2 separate regions of the Capra hircus genome follow, and region 1 is linked to region 2. The links are chromatin contacts, called in public Hi-C maps. All regions are on one chromosome and are shown on one strand. Each heading gives the region's core, a stretch centred on a gene start, on an enhancer-like site or on the middle of the called end of the contact. The rest is flanking DNA. Distances are from core to core; before and after follow the strand shown. Region 1 holds the start of C22H3orf18. Region 2 overlaps DOCK3 (dedicator of cytokinesis protein 3).

Region 1 (7,356 bases), core at 986-3,485, 400 kb after region 2:
GATCTCTCATGCCATGGGCCAACTAAGCCAACGAACCACAACTACTGAAACCCGCACGCCCGAGAGCCTGTGCTCGGCAACAAAAGAAGCCACCACAATGAGAAGCTCCCCCCCTCCACTGAAACAAGAGAAAGCCTGAGTACAACAAGGAAGACCCAGGACCCAACGGAAACAAAAATAAAGACACAAATAAATAACTTTTAGATGACAATTTTTGTTAACTTTATATTAAAATATATATATTATATATCACAAATTATATTACATATCACCAACACATTTAGCTGAAGATTTCAAATCAGTGGCTTCCTTTCCTCTTACAAAGACCTGGTTTCAAACTAGCTTTTATTGAACAACTGTTAGGTGCCGCTCTTTAGAGACAAGCAGCAAGGAAAAAAAGACTGCGGACGGGAAGCAACCTGCCCAAAGCTACCCAGCTAGTAACCGTTCCAGGCAAGGCACAAATCCTTCGGACTGCTGAGGCAGCTCTGACTACCAGAGTGCGGCCCAAGGAGCAGGGGAGGCCTGAAGTCAGGCGCAGCTTCTTCCCTCCCAGTTCTCACGGAAAGACTGCCTCTAACCAAGCCTGTTTCTCCATCTGTACAACGGGGACACAGACTTTCTGAGGAAGGCTACCAGCACTCTGAAGAACTCGACGTCTCGAGGGTGTTGCTCATACCTTTCTAATAGGTTACTCCACTCTCCCGCCACCCTGAAGAAACTGCCGCGGGTTCGGCTCCCGGATGTGCATAACCCGGATGTGAGCGCCCTCCCGAGAGGCTCTGCTTCCGGGGTTGGTTCAACTGAGAAAGGGCTCGGGTGGATTCCGTCGACCAGCTCCAGGGTTCCTAGAGCCGCTGGGTTGCACCTCGGACGCCCCTGCGGGCCAGTGGCGGCGGGGTGGGTATGAAAGCCTTGCACACTATTTCGCAGGCGCACGGTGGGAAAGGGTGGCGTTGTGTTAAGGTTGCTCCCCAGTCTTCCTGAAGGTCACAGCAGGAATACGGCTTTAGCCTGCGGTGTCTGGTACCGACTCCGGAGTTGTGTAGGCCGCCCGAAAGGAGGCGTGTCATCAGCTGGCCAGGAGTTCAAGGGATCGGGCGCTATGCGCAGGGGCGTGGCCTAACATAGACCTTGTACGGGTAGAGCGGCACGTGGGTGTAGCCCAGTGTTGGGGGCGGGCACTAACTTGAGGAGTGGCATCCAGTGTTCAGGACCTGGACAGGACCAGTGTCCAGCACCAGGTGGCGACTGGACCCCAGGGCCGCTCTTGACCCTCTAACCCCGTTTTAGGGTTTGGAGCAGGCAGCTCTAAATTGGAAGTATTAGTAGACCAGGGTTTGAATCCTTACTCATCGGGGTGGGGGGCTTTGTCCAGGTCCTCTCTGTGTGCCTCAGTTCCTCTTATAAAATTCATGGCAGGGTCTCTCAAGTGTGGCCTGCCAATGCCACTCCCCTCTGCCCTCGAGTCTATTGTTAACTAGATCACTGTTGACTAAACTACTGTTAAACATACAGTTTCCGAGGCTCCGTCCCAGACCCGGGGATCTGTATCTGTAACAAGCTATTAAAAAGCGATCCCCATAAGTTCCTATGAAAACCTGAGAATTAGAAGGTATCTGAAAGCTCCTCATTGTAGAGGTGATCGCACTCTGGATGGAGGGGTATATATAGGTTTTCCTGGGTCCAGGTGCCCAGTAATTCCTCTCCAATAATAATACCATCCCATCTCCCTATTTCTCTGAAAGATGCCTCATTTCTAGCCAGAGGTGGGTACCGTTTGCCAACAGCCCTCACACCAGAGCCCATCTGAACAGGAAGCTGAGAGCCAGGGAGGAGAAGCATCTTGCTCTAGTTCACCAAGCTAGTAGAGCGTCAAGCCAGAGTTCAACGCTGGCTCAAGGACTCCTAGCTTGGTGCTCTCCCCAAACCTGCGCCCACCTGCATTTGGGGAGCGCGAGTCTGTCCGGGTGGAGGTGAAGCCTGGGCTAGCCGGTGGCCAGAGTTCTGTCCTTAAGAAAGGCCTGGCCGCCCACAGTCCCCCGCGCGATTCTACATGGGCCAGGGAGAATGAGCAGTGGTCTGCAACAACTGCGACCCAGCTCCCGCTCTTGCTGGGGGCAGAGCCAGATCTGAGCGGCAGGCCAGCGGACCAATGCAGAGCCGGCTCTGGGCCTGACAGCCAATCCGAGGCCGGGGGCGCGGGGCTGGCAGGGAGGAGAATAGCTGGAGCATCGCGGAGACGCTAGGCTGCTGGCCTCAGCCCCACCCCCGCGGTGGGTCCCGGCCGGGCCTGTCCCTGTCCAGGCTGGCAGAGCTAGCGCTCGGCTGTGGGCGGTGCGACGTCACAGGCACAGCCCAGGAGGTCCACCCAGGGAGGGCGGACCTCGGGTCGGACCCGCCGCCCCCTACCCTAGGACCTGGGGGGTCTCCCCCCCAACCTTGCCCCCGCCTCCTGCCGGTCGCCACCACCCCTAACCTCTCCGGCTGAGCTCGGCGTCCCAGAGAGGATTAAGTAAGTGCTGAGGTCGCCGCTTCTGTGCAAGAATGGAGGAATCAGAGGGACGAAGGTGGGGATGGGGATTGGAGTAGCGAGGAATGATGAACCTGGTGGAGAACGGTATGTGGGTTCTCGGAGGTCGTAGCGCCCAACCCTTTTCCTCCCCGATTCCTTCTCTTGCCCTTTGGAACATGAGGCAGTCCTGAACAGTGATGAGCAGGGCCCTTTCCCTCCTTTGGAAGGAAAAATAAACAGAGCCCCAGAGCAAGTGTTAAGGGTCTGGCCCAAGGTCACATCTCGGAGTCAGTGGCAGAACCAAGAAAGAACCTGGGACTCCCGACAAGCCCAGCCTACCTAGAGGCAGAGGACAGAGAGCGGCGATGAGCCTCTCCCATCCCGTGTTTCTGTGCCAGCCTTGCCCCTTCCTAAGGGGCCATCCTGGGTGTGTGTGCCCACCTCACACACACCCATGCACCCACATGGGAGGCATCCCACATATACCCATGAGCTGGCGCACAGCGTGTGTGTGCAGCCATGATCTGTGCAGTCCTCCTCTCCCTAGGCCTGCCTTTCTGCAGTTTGGCTGGGACTTCTTCCCACTCCGTCTTATCCAGGGCCTTTTGGCCTGGGAAGGCCAAAGTCACAGGCTGGACTGGGCATATCGCCCACCCTCTGCTCCCAAGGGAAGAGGGAGGGGTAGGAGAAGTCATCTCAGAGTGGGAGCTCCATTCTTACCTCTGAAGATTCACTCTCCTTGACTGTCTCCTGGTCCCTGGCAGCCTCTGTCTCCCCTGTAGGGGTCCAGGGACCCAAGAGCCTACAGAGAAAGCCCATCAGAGGCCCTGAATTACTCCTTTCTCTCCTTCTTGTCTTCTGGCCTTGCCACACCTGTCCCTGCCCTCCTTCCAAGCACGGGCTGGATGACACACAGCAGAGTGGGTGCAGGGGCTTCTGTGGCCCCCCTTTCCCAAATGGAGTGACCAGAGTGAGAAGAGCTTACACTTACTGGGTGCTTACTGTGGGATAAGGGTTGTGCTGAGCTAAGTCATTTCTAGGGACTACTTCATTCTGATATGTCAGTGACCCTCTCACCCTTTCTGTGAGGGAGGTGCCCTTAATGCCTACAGCTTAGACTCAGGGAAACTGAGACAGGGAGAGGTGGTTGACTTGCCTAGGGTCACTCAGTTAAGTAGCTTGAACCAGAATTCACAGACAGGCTTGTCTGATCATTGTGCAAGGAAAAAGCTGCAGTTTTGTTTTTTTTTTTTTTTCTCCAAGCAGGAGGTGAGGGATGGTGGGGGGGGCGGGGAGCAGGACGTATGAAGTTGAAGAGTGTGGGGAGTAGGGGCTGGGGTGGAGAGTGGACTTTTTCTTTCAAGCCTCCCCACTACCTTTCAGATTTTCCAAGTATGATCACTGTGATCATCTTACCCACAAAGAGGGGGCAGGGCTTCATTTTCATGTCCCTAAATGCAAGTGGGATCTATAGTATATGAAGACATATCCCGATGGTCCCTGAACTTTCCCTTGCCCTCAAACTTTGATTTCCCCTGTGCCTTCAGAACTTAGGGGAACTTCGTCTCACCACAGAGTCCTGTCCTTAGCCTCCTGTTTTTTTTTTTTTTTCTTTCCAGCACCCACGGAGCTCCCTTTCAAGGACGTGGCCCCCTGTATGGGTAGTGGGGGCCATAGGTTGGGACACCCCCGGTGTCAAAAGTGAGTGGGCAGGTTGGCTGACCACAAGCAGTCTCTCAGCATCAGCATGGACTCCAGGATCCCATCTGCTCGGGGCTGGATCAGCAGCCGCCCACCCACCTCCGAGTCTGACCTGGAGCCTGCCTCAGACGGGCCAGCTTCCGAGACCACCACCCTCAGCCCAGAAGCCACCAGCTTTAATGACACCAGAATCCCTGACGTGGCTGGTGGCACCGCCGGCGTGGGCACAATGCTTCTGTCCTTCGGGATCATCACCGTCATCGGCCTGACTGTGGCCATGGTGAGAGCTGGGGCAGACTGGGGTTGGCCCGCATGGCTGTCACTTGGCAGAAGGGTGATCAGCGGTTAGATTTTAGAGAATCTAGTCAGAACGCAATGGTCTGTTAGTGATAGTACAATCCTTCCCTTTCCGAAGGATTTGTTTATATGGGGGCCCAGAGACCAGAGGGGCTGCCTCCAATCAGAAGAAAAAGAAAAAAAAGCTAGGTCGTGAAGGCCATGTAGGAGTTGGGGTGGAGGATGTTTCAGATGTTTCAGATGGAGGGTCTTGATGGGCAGAAGTGTGGAAGCAGACAGCAGGCTCTGTGAGCAGTGAGCAGGACAGCGAGGCAAGTGAGCATGGGGGCCTTACAGGAGTAGAGGCCAGAAGATAATTGGGAAAGATCATGGGCTGCAGGGTCTGGATAGGATGCTCTGGGCACAGCAGCGTGCTGGCAGTGTTCATTCATTCACTTGGCAGTTATTTCATGGGCACTTGCCCTGGATCAAGCCTTCAGGACCACAGGGATGAGGGAGAAAAGGTTCTGCAGTTCTTACAGGGAGTGAGAGATAAATACAACCAAAGGTGCCAAGGGTAGCCCATACAGACTGGCTTGGGGAACTGGGTGGGGATTGGGGGCCTTCCTAGACTGGTGGTCAGGGACAGCTGAGGAGGCGACATTAGGGCTGAGACCTCACAGTGGAGACCTGGCCCCAGTGTCACAGGAAGGGCAGAGTCGGACCAGGATCAGGGCAGAGATGAGCTGGGCTGAGGCTCCAGGTGTCCCTCTGAGAGTGGATACAGTGCTTCCAGATCTGGGATCTGGCGCTGAAAATATGGTCTCTCCCTTGGGAATTCCCTGTGGTCCAGTGGTTAGGACTTGGTGCTTTCACTGCCATGGTCCTGGGTTCAGTCCCTGGTTGGGAACTAAGATCCTGCAGCCAAAAAAAAAAAGACATGGACTCCCTCTTTAAGATGATGCATGGACACTCAGAATGTCACCAGGGAGATTGTGTAAGCTGAAACCTGGAAGGGCAGGGGTGCACTGTAGGTCCCCCAGCAGGCCCAGCAATGGTGGCATTTGGCCTGCTGCCCCTCACGAGCTCTGACAGCCGGCCTAAGACCTAGGAGCATGTTGCTCTGACAAATAGGGCTGTGGATGGTCCATCATGGCTGGAGCTGCTGGTAAACCATGGTTACCATATGGGCCCCACAGGCTCCGGATCGCTGCCAGGGAGCAACTGCTGTCCAGCAGGCAGGGCCAGGACATAGCACACAGAGCAAGGCCAGGGCCTGCACAGGCTTCTGGGGCAGGGGCAAGGCAAAAGGCCAATGTTTGGCACCCACGTGGTGGTTAAACAGGCAGAGCCACCAGAACGTCAGGGATAAAGCAGGGGCTAGACCCAAAGATTTGATCCTGGGAACTTGGGAAGACTTCCTTACTCTTCATTCTGGAGGCACATTCAGAGGGCCAGGGTGCATGGCTTTATGTCCCAAAGCAGAGAGATAGGGAGCTTATGGGGCAAAGGCAGTGGAGGGCAGAAAACAGCTCCTGGGCCAGGGCCAGGTCCAGAGAGGTAGGTTCCTTGAGTACTAGGGAATCTGCCTTCATGCCAGCCATGAGCCAGGCCATGCTGTGCGCAAGGAGGAGCAAATCAGTGCCAGGCAGTGTGCCTCACATCAGAGGAGCAGTGCTGGAGGGCTTCCTGGAAGAGGTGGGGCTGCAGCTCGACAGTGAAGGGTGGGAAAGATTTGGAAAGGAAGATGTGTTGGGGGAAGGTATTATTATTTGGGGCAGAAGGAGCAGCAAGGATGAAGGGTGGAGACTGGTTCTAGCGTCTCTTGAAGATCCTTCTGTATCACAGGCCATGGGGCAGGGCAGGGAGTGCAGACCACTGGGGCTGGAGCTGCTGGTTCAGGGCAGGCAGGGGCTGGGCCAGAGACCTGGAGCTCCTGTCACCTCCCACTCACAGGAAAGCAAGGGGCCTGCTCACATCCTGGGGGTGGAAGGAGGAGCAAGGGGCACCTCAGTTTCTTTCCACCTTTGGCGTCCCCCAGGAATGAGCAGCAGGAGGAGCTCTGGGCCAGGCTGGAAACACCAGATTCAAGCTGTGAATGAGCCACCAAGAGTATAGGAGCCACGGCAGATTTAGGACAGACTCTTGGAACAGGGCTTTCCCCCAGGCAGAAGTGGTCATGTTCCTGGGAGTCAAAACACACCAGTTTAGGGATGAGCAAGATGGTGGCAGATGTCCTTGGGGTCCCTGCCCAGGTGGTCACCCGTGTCTCACCCCCATCTTCCCCTTCCTCCCTACTTCTTTCCTCCCCTCCTCCTGCCTGCTCCCCCCTCCTCCCTCGCCCCCACTGCCCTGTACCAGGCTTTCCTGCTCCAGCCCGGAGCTCTTGGGTCCAGATGTTTTCTCAGGCTGCCCAGGCCTTTATCTCCAAGTCTGTACAATGGTGGGTGAGGACCCAGGGGTCTTCTTAGGTTCCTCCAGCATCAGGGTTCAAGAGTTTGGTCTGGGCTGTTGTCTAGGGCCTCAGGTCCTCCTCCTCAACCCCTTTCCACTGAGGACCAACATCCCCGGAAACCCCAGGAACCCAGACCAGAGCCTTGCCCAGAGCCACTGCCCTGCCGAGTCTGGCCTCTGCCTGTCGCCTGTACTTTTTACCTATACATGGGGAAAAGTATTGTGCCTGGGGACAGTTGAGAGGATGGGGTGTGCTGAAGTCCCCTCCCCATCCCCACCCTCCACACACTTCAGCCCTGAGGAGGCTGAGGCAGGCATTGAGTGGCTAGAGCCACTGTCAGTATTGGCAGGGTGGGCCCGTGAGTCCCCAGGCCAGGCTTGACTGGTTTTCCCAGGCGGGGCTGCCCCCC
Region 2 (6,833 bases), core at 2,078-4,577:
ACGATAGGAGGGGAGAGGGGCGGGATGGCTGGATCACAGGGTCTAAGGAGCAGCAGCAGATACGTGAACACCATCTGCCAATTGCTAGAGAACCGCCGCTACTGATGAGAGCTACGCCCTTTCTCTGACAGAGCTCTCAGTATCGAGAGCTTTGTTTTGAGGCAGTCACAGCTAAAGGGGGCGTTGAGGAAGGTGGGGACTGGGCTTTTCCCACTCCAGGGCCTGAGTGGGGAATGCAATGCCAGGGCCTAAAGGGCACCTGAGAGGCCCTGGGAAGGAAGGAGCCTGGCCTTTGAGGAGGATGTGGCCAGCAGGGGCTGGGCCCCACATGGTCGAAGGATGAGGTAGTGGGAGACGTCCATCCTGGTCCTCCTCACTGGTGAAGAACGTCAGGCTCGAACTCGGCTGCCTCGCAGCCTCACATCTCAGGAGCGTGGCTCAGTCTCATGGACTGGCTGACAGCGGTGGGGGTGGAGGGGGGAGGCGGCAGTGACTGGGTGGACAGGCATTCGTTCTGACTCTGGTGAGTGCCAGATGGATTCCACCGGAAAGCCTTCCCCGGAGAGCCTGAACCACCCTGAGACCAGGACAGGCCTACTCTCATACAAGCTCTCCCCAAGATGTGGCAGGAGCTTCCCGGTCCTCAGCACTAAGGCACCCTCTCCGGAAAAGGAAAAGTTCCATCTCCACAGAAAGCCATCACACCTCGAGGAGTAAGAAGCTTGGAGGCAGGTCTGGGCAGCTTCCCCAAAGGGGCTCTGACAGCCTGAATTCTCATATGCACATCCTGGCCCTAGAAGAACAGCAGGACTGCACAAATTCACCCACAAGAGCTCAAAGGAAACCGGGCAGGAATGCTAGAGGGGAAGAAAGCTGGCAAGGCTGCAGTGGTTTACGAAAGGCACCTGCCAGAGCCACTCCACGTCGACCAGAAATCATCCAGCCTGCCCTCGGCCTCCTGTTGACCAGTGAGGCCAGTGAACCTCTGCCATACAGCACCAGGGCTTCCTGGGTGGCTCAGTGGTAAAGAACCTGCCTGCCAATGCAGGAGATGCATGGTTCGATCCCTGGGTCGCGAAGATCCCCTGGAGAAGGAAACGCAACCCACTCCAGTATTCTCGCCTGAAAAATCCTGTGGACAGAGGAGCCTGGTGGGCTAGTCCGTGGGGCTGCAGACGTGAGAGCACGCGTGAACACACACCAGCGCACGGGCTGGTGGAGAATCTCAGATGCTGCACCTATCCTAGGAGAAGAGCGCAGATGCCGCCTGTGTCCTGGCCTTTTCTCTCTCTGCTGTGGACCACCACCAGTCTGAGGTCCCCTGTGCACAGCAGCCTCGAGGGTCAACTGGCCTGGTCTGGGAGTCACTGCCTGGGAAAGAGAGATCCGTAAAATGAGACGTGGAGCCATCAGGGGACTCGAGATCCCGACGATGAGAGAATGGTGACAAGAGCACACAGCTCCTGCTCTGGAGGAGCAGCAGAGACCTGGGCAGTTATGACTGTGGCACTGGGTCCCCCAAGGCAAATGTCTAGCTCTCTGCCCACTAAGCTCTGGCCCTGTGGCTCAAATGGGCTTGCTCTGGGCTCAGCCTTTGCTTTGAGACAACCCTCTTTGCTCCCCACACTTGGCGGGTGGGCGTATCCAGCTCCTTGCTGCAGCTTGGTCTGAAGCCTGAAGCTCTTCTGGGTCTGGCGGGCGTCAGGTCTTGGTCTGGCTGCCAGCACCCACTTGAGCTCTGAGCCCGTCTCTGCTCTCAGCTAGATCTGCGACTGCTCCACAACTCCGGCAAAGAGAAGCCGCTGTGGTTCCCAGCCCTCAAGGCCACAGGAGCACTCGGTTTGGGGGCACAAGTGCAGGGGTCCAGGAAAGCCACGTGTTTTGGGGATGTGCAACTCTGAGGCTAGGAAGGCGTCTTCAGCCAGAATCTTATCTCCATGCCCACTGTGGTCGAGCACCAGGTGCTGAGGCCTCCCAGGCACTGAGGTTGTGGAATGCGGGTGTGTTCTCAAATACGACGCGGAGGTGCGTCCTCCATGCTGAGCAGAGGAGGAGCAGTGACAGTGGGGACAGCAGACGGCACGTGGTGAGGAGGTGTGATGACATGACAATGGCTTTGGAGGGACACGTCCTGATGGGCCAACAGGTTGCAATGCTAGGGACCAAGAGTGCCCTAAACTTGCCAGGTGGAGGAGAGGGGAACCTGCAGGGAGTGGGGCGGATAGGCTCAGCCCGGTTGTGTGTGGCAGGTGGGCTGGGCATAGGCCCCACACGGGCACTGTCCTGTGTTAAACGGAACTCAGGTCTCCATGTCTGGGACTTTGGGCTGGGGTTATATGGGCCCAAGTCTGGTTCTTCCATCAGTTGGCTGGAGCAGAACGTAGAGTAGAACTCCACTCTCTGTAACCAGCCTCTGTTCTAAGTACTGCCTGGTTTCATGGTACAGCTGATGGACTTGCAGCGTGGAAAAAGGATGCTCAGCTATTGCGGGCCTGGGTGGCTACAGGAGGACTGAAGTCCCACAGGGTGCCTGGGACTGTCTCTGGGAAATTCACTTTGCCATGACCTGTCCCTTCTCATTATTCTTGTGGATGTGCTTGGCCACAGGCCTCCTCTGAACAACAAGGAGAGGTCCCTGTGGGCCTGAGTGGAGAGGGACCAAATCCACAGGGCCTGCTGAATTCTGGGGCTGGTGGGGAGGCGCCCTGGGGAGTGGGTGCCCACTGAGTTTCCATGAAGGTGAGCTCAGGGCAGGTGACAGCTGGGGCGTCTCAGAGGGTGGGTCCTGGGGAGCCGGAGATACAAACAATATCTAGACCTCAGCATCAAGCCAAACATGGGTTAAGTAATGAACAGAGGAACTGGTCAGGACTCTGGACAGACAGAATGGCCTGAGTGTTAAAAGCATGGCTCAGCCTTGGCCAGCTGGTGCTCAGGGACAAGAGTCAGATGCTCAGGATGGGGACAGACAGGAGAGGAGGCCACCTGGGAAGAAGAATCGTACCTTTTTCGGCCACAGACAGATTGGGATCACTGCAGGGTTTGCAGGGTCCAACCACTTGCTGGAACAAGGCCCGCTGGAAGTTTGGCAGCTGAGGGAAGGAGAAAAGTATCAACTGACAACAATCAGTTACATCTTGGGGGCGTCATGGGCCCCAGGAGCCAGGGCATTCTAGGACTAGACCAGGACAATCAAAGCAGTGGGACAGCTCATGCTTGAGATGCGCTGCAAATGTCAGGCTGGTTGGAAAACTGTCCATGCTGTCTGGCTCCGAGTCCTGCCCTGTGCAACTGTGCAATGTCTGGGGCTCCCCCACCGCCCCCGGGCCTGGCTGGGCTCCAGGCTGTCCTGCACATGGCCAACAAGGAGGACACAAGCTCCTGAGGGCATCTAACTGCATCCTTCTGTCCTGCCAAGAGACCCACGGGTAGGAAGGATATGGGGACCCCTTGCACCCCTGAGACTGGCAGGTTTGGCCTCCTGGAGACGCCCCGTGCGCACAGGCCCGTGTGAGGGGAAGGGCAGCACTCAGGCCTGAGGTCACAGACATGACCCGCTGTTCCATGGGTAGCTGCCAGGCAGACCTGTTCTTTCCACCTGGCAGGGCTGCCCAGGCACAGGGAGCTGAGAAGGTCCTGGCACTCTGGGACTGGGTAACAGTCACTGGAGGTGACTCTCATGGCCCCTGAGAGAAGGGCAGGGCAGACTGGATGGGGGAAGGAGCTAGTCACTGCAGCTTCTTGTTCAAGGCCCCATACGGGACATCTGCAGAGCTCTGCAAATGGTGTGGGGAGGGTCCTGACGGGAAGAGAGGGGCTTTGGGCGGACGGATGGACAAACAGATGGACGGATGAATGGAAGAGGCAGAGCTTGCCCCTGTGGGGATGTCCTTCATGCACACACGGAGGAAGGCCAGTCTCTAGACCCATGTCTGCCACTGCCTTCTCTGGACAGAAAAGAACCAGTTTTCTCTGCCAGGTTGTGTTTTAGATGAGGAGTTCAGGACGCTGGCCAGAAGAACAGACAGCCACAGACAGTGGTGGGTCCAACCCCACTGCCACTCTACCCATAGCTGTACTCCATCTGGACTGAGCACAGATGCTGGTCTCCACATTCACTGCTGCTCCCATCCAGGAGGGTCTTCACGGCAGTGTGAGGGAGGCATGGGCAATGCAGAAAGCCCAGCAAGTGCAATGAGGGGAGCTCAGGCCAGCACAGTTGCAGCAAAGGGCAGTCAGCAGGCTGGCTCCGTTACCTGTCCATTCTCCATGATGGCTGCTGGATACATGGCGCTGCTTGGGCGGTCCCGGTGTGTGGGCAGCAGCAGCATCATTTCCCGGGCGTGGCGGTACTTATCTGGCAGAGAGGGAGAGCCTGTAACCAAGTGAGAACAATCACGCACAGATGACACGCCACAGATGGAGGGCCCAGAGGGCATGCATCCCAGGGAGCCAGTGACCCAGGGTCGGTGTCCCCTTGCAGCTGGGGTGAGGATGCGCTCGGCAAGCACAGGAGGAATGAAGTGGAGCCTGGTGGTTGGGTGGTGGTGGTGGTGAGGGGGCTGCACTGGGCATCCCAGCCGAGGCAGGCACACTGCAGACTGGGGTGATGTGGACTCGCTGACGCGGCCCCGTCCCTGCTCAGGGGCAGATCATGAGGAGAGCTGGGAGTTGGAGTTGGGGCCCTAGGAGTCCTGCGTCTCCGGCACTCAGGGGAAATGGGGGTGGCCTGGGTGCTGGGCTCTCTCGGGGCCCAGGCATGGGCCCAGGCTAGCTTGCAATGGAGCCATCACACAGAAACACACACACTCAGGTAACAGAAAGGCACAGTTCTTACTGGACATAGTTTCCACACACTTACCTTCTCCAGACACCACTGGCCCTGTCTCAGCTGGCCCCTTCCACCTTTCCCCAGATTCCAGGCCTCCTGTGCCTGGCCTCTGCCTTCCTGGCCATCATACTGCAGACTCAGCCCAAGCGGCTCAGGGCCCAGGGCCCTGCACACAGGGGGCTCTCCAGGGTTCCTCACTCTGAGACTTGCCCTACAGTGAACTCGGGAGTCATGGAGCTACTCTGGGACTTGTGGGACCTTAACCCAGGCTCCTAAGTTGACTTGGTTCATGCTCTATGGAAGTGAGTCTGAGTGAACTCCGGGAGATGGTGATGGACAGGGAGGCCTGGCGTGCTGTGATTCATGGGGTCGCAAAGAGTCAGACACGACTGAGCGACTGAACTGAACTGAACTGGACAGGACTGAGGGGCTGTTACGGAAGCCAGATGTGGTGTGGCTTAGTCCCCATCGATGCAGGCCATGGTTACACGCCCAGTAACCTGTCAACTGGTGGTCCTCAAAGGGACCTTCCACAGAAGTGTTGAGAAAAAACTTGCAGGCTTCCCTTAGGAATATATAATTTAGAAGGCCCTCCAAATGTGCATCACTTATTGTTCCAGACAGCGGCATGTCCATGTCAAACTAGTGGGGTCTTCCGGATCCCTTGTGGGAAGGTCACCTGGACCCCAGTGCTGTCGACTTGTCCACTGGAAGCCTGGCAGCCTCTGGCTGGTTCAAGTGGGTGAACTCCCCCTGTGATCTGAGAGGTGAACCTGCAGCTCTACAGGCTTTGTGTGGGCCTTCCTGTCGGGGTGCCCTCTAGGCACTGTCAGGGCACAACTAAAAAGGTGGCCAGGAATTCTTGAGAAATGCCTTTTAAATACTCATTTTAGTCCCAAAGATGAGGCTTAAGTATGTTGAAGAAGTCAGCATACTAAAAACCAATAATGCAGCTATTATTAACGTAAACTTCCTCCATAGCTGGTCTGAGTGATACTGTTTGTAGAGCCTCAGAACTGGCTTTAAGGCCTGGTTTTAAAAACTATCCTTCATTGATAAGGGAATGAGTAAACTATGCTTTATTTAAAAAAAAGAAAAAAAGAAACTAGGCCTGAATTTCTACTATTTGGTGATTTTTCTCCCCTATCAATATTTTTTTTCAGAACTTGTGCTCTGAGGCAATCTCAAAAAGATGGCTGTGTAAAGAAAAAAAGAAAAGGGTTCCTCCCACTGATTTTCACAGTGCCTTCGCAGCAAGAAACTCTGAAAGCTCCCTGGATCTTGTTGGCCACAGCCCTGGACAGGGCTGCCCACACATAGCGTGCAGAGAGGCAGCCAACTCATGTCACATACCCATCCTATACCAGGCACGTGGCTGGAACATGGTATGCTGCCCTGCTCAGCTTGGCCCTGGTCCCTGACTTGACAGAGCTCACGGTCTGGCTCACCAGGCCAACCCTGGATCTGAGTACTCAACATCCTGATACGTGCTGCAGGGTGAGGCTTGAGGGCAGCACCCAGCCCCAGGGGCTGACAGGTGCTCTGTGCAAACATTAGATTTTCCAACTCTAGCTTCCTTCCCACTGCTGTTTTCCCTAGGTGGCCAAAACCACAGTAGGTGAGAGTGGTGGCTACTTTTCAGGAAAACATTTAAATACCACAAGGGCTTCTGCATCACAGGACTTCCAAACTATTTCAGTTGTAGTCTGGTGAACCTCAGGGAGGCTGAGTCCCCAGCATGAGTGAGTATATTCAAAGAAAAGAAAGAAAGTTTAGTCACTCAGTCGTGTCCAACTCTTTGCAACCCCATGGACTGTAGCCCACTAGGCTCCTCCGTCCATGGATTTTCCAGGCAAGAGTACTGGAGTGGGTTGCCATTTCCTTTTTCAAAGGATCGTCCCGATCCAGGGATCAAACCCCCGTCTCCCACATTGTAGGCTTTACCGTCTGAGCCACCAGGAAAGTCCTGAATTTATTCAATGTTCAATCAAAATCTCCTAGC

Evidence for each region. A called contact is a pair of places that touch in the nucleus more often than the background predicts.
Region 1: a Hi-C map of blood shows a contact between it and region 2, with 5 times the contacts expected there. The contact joins the promoter of C22H3orf18 here to the enhancer-like site in region 2. A contact is called at or near these places in 2 of 5 Hi-C or Micro-C datasets (both in blood).

Annotation. Positions count from the first base shown.
Region 1 is chr22:49,870,232-49,877,587 of ARS1.2, forward strand. It overlaps C22H3orf18, which reads left to right and starts at 2,236. Exons shown (of 5, transcript XM_005695919.3): 1 at 2,236-2,515; 2 at 4,135-4,496. The coding sequence starts at 4,263. HEMK1 (hemK methyltransferase family member 1) reads right to left here and starts at 1,073. Exons shown (of 11, transcript XM_005695916.3): 1 at 680-1,073.
Region 2 is chr22:49,469,809-49,476,641 of ARS1.2, forward strand. DOCK3 (dedicator of cytokinesis protein 3) reads right to left here. Exons shown (of 54, transcript XM_018038222.1): 50 at 4,257-4,375; 51 at 3,005-3,092. Among named protein-coding and RNA genes, the nearest start is that of MANF, 9.7 kb to the left of the region's middle. Within about 2 kb of position 3,328, at least 1 of the 5 cell types and tissues checked has an H3K27ac peak or open chromatin away from gene starts, as enhancers often do.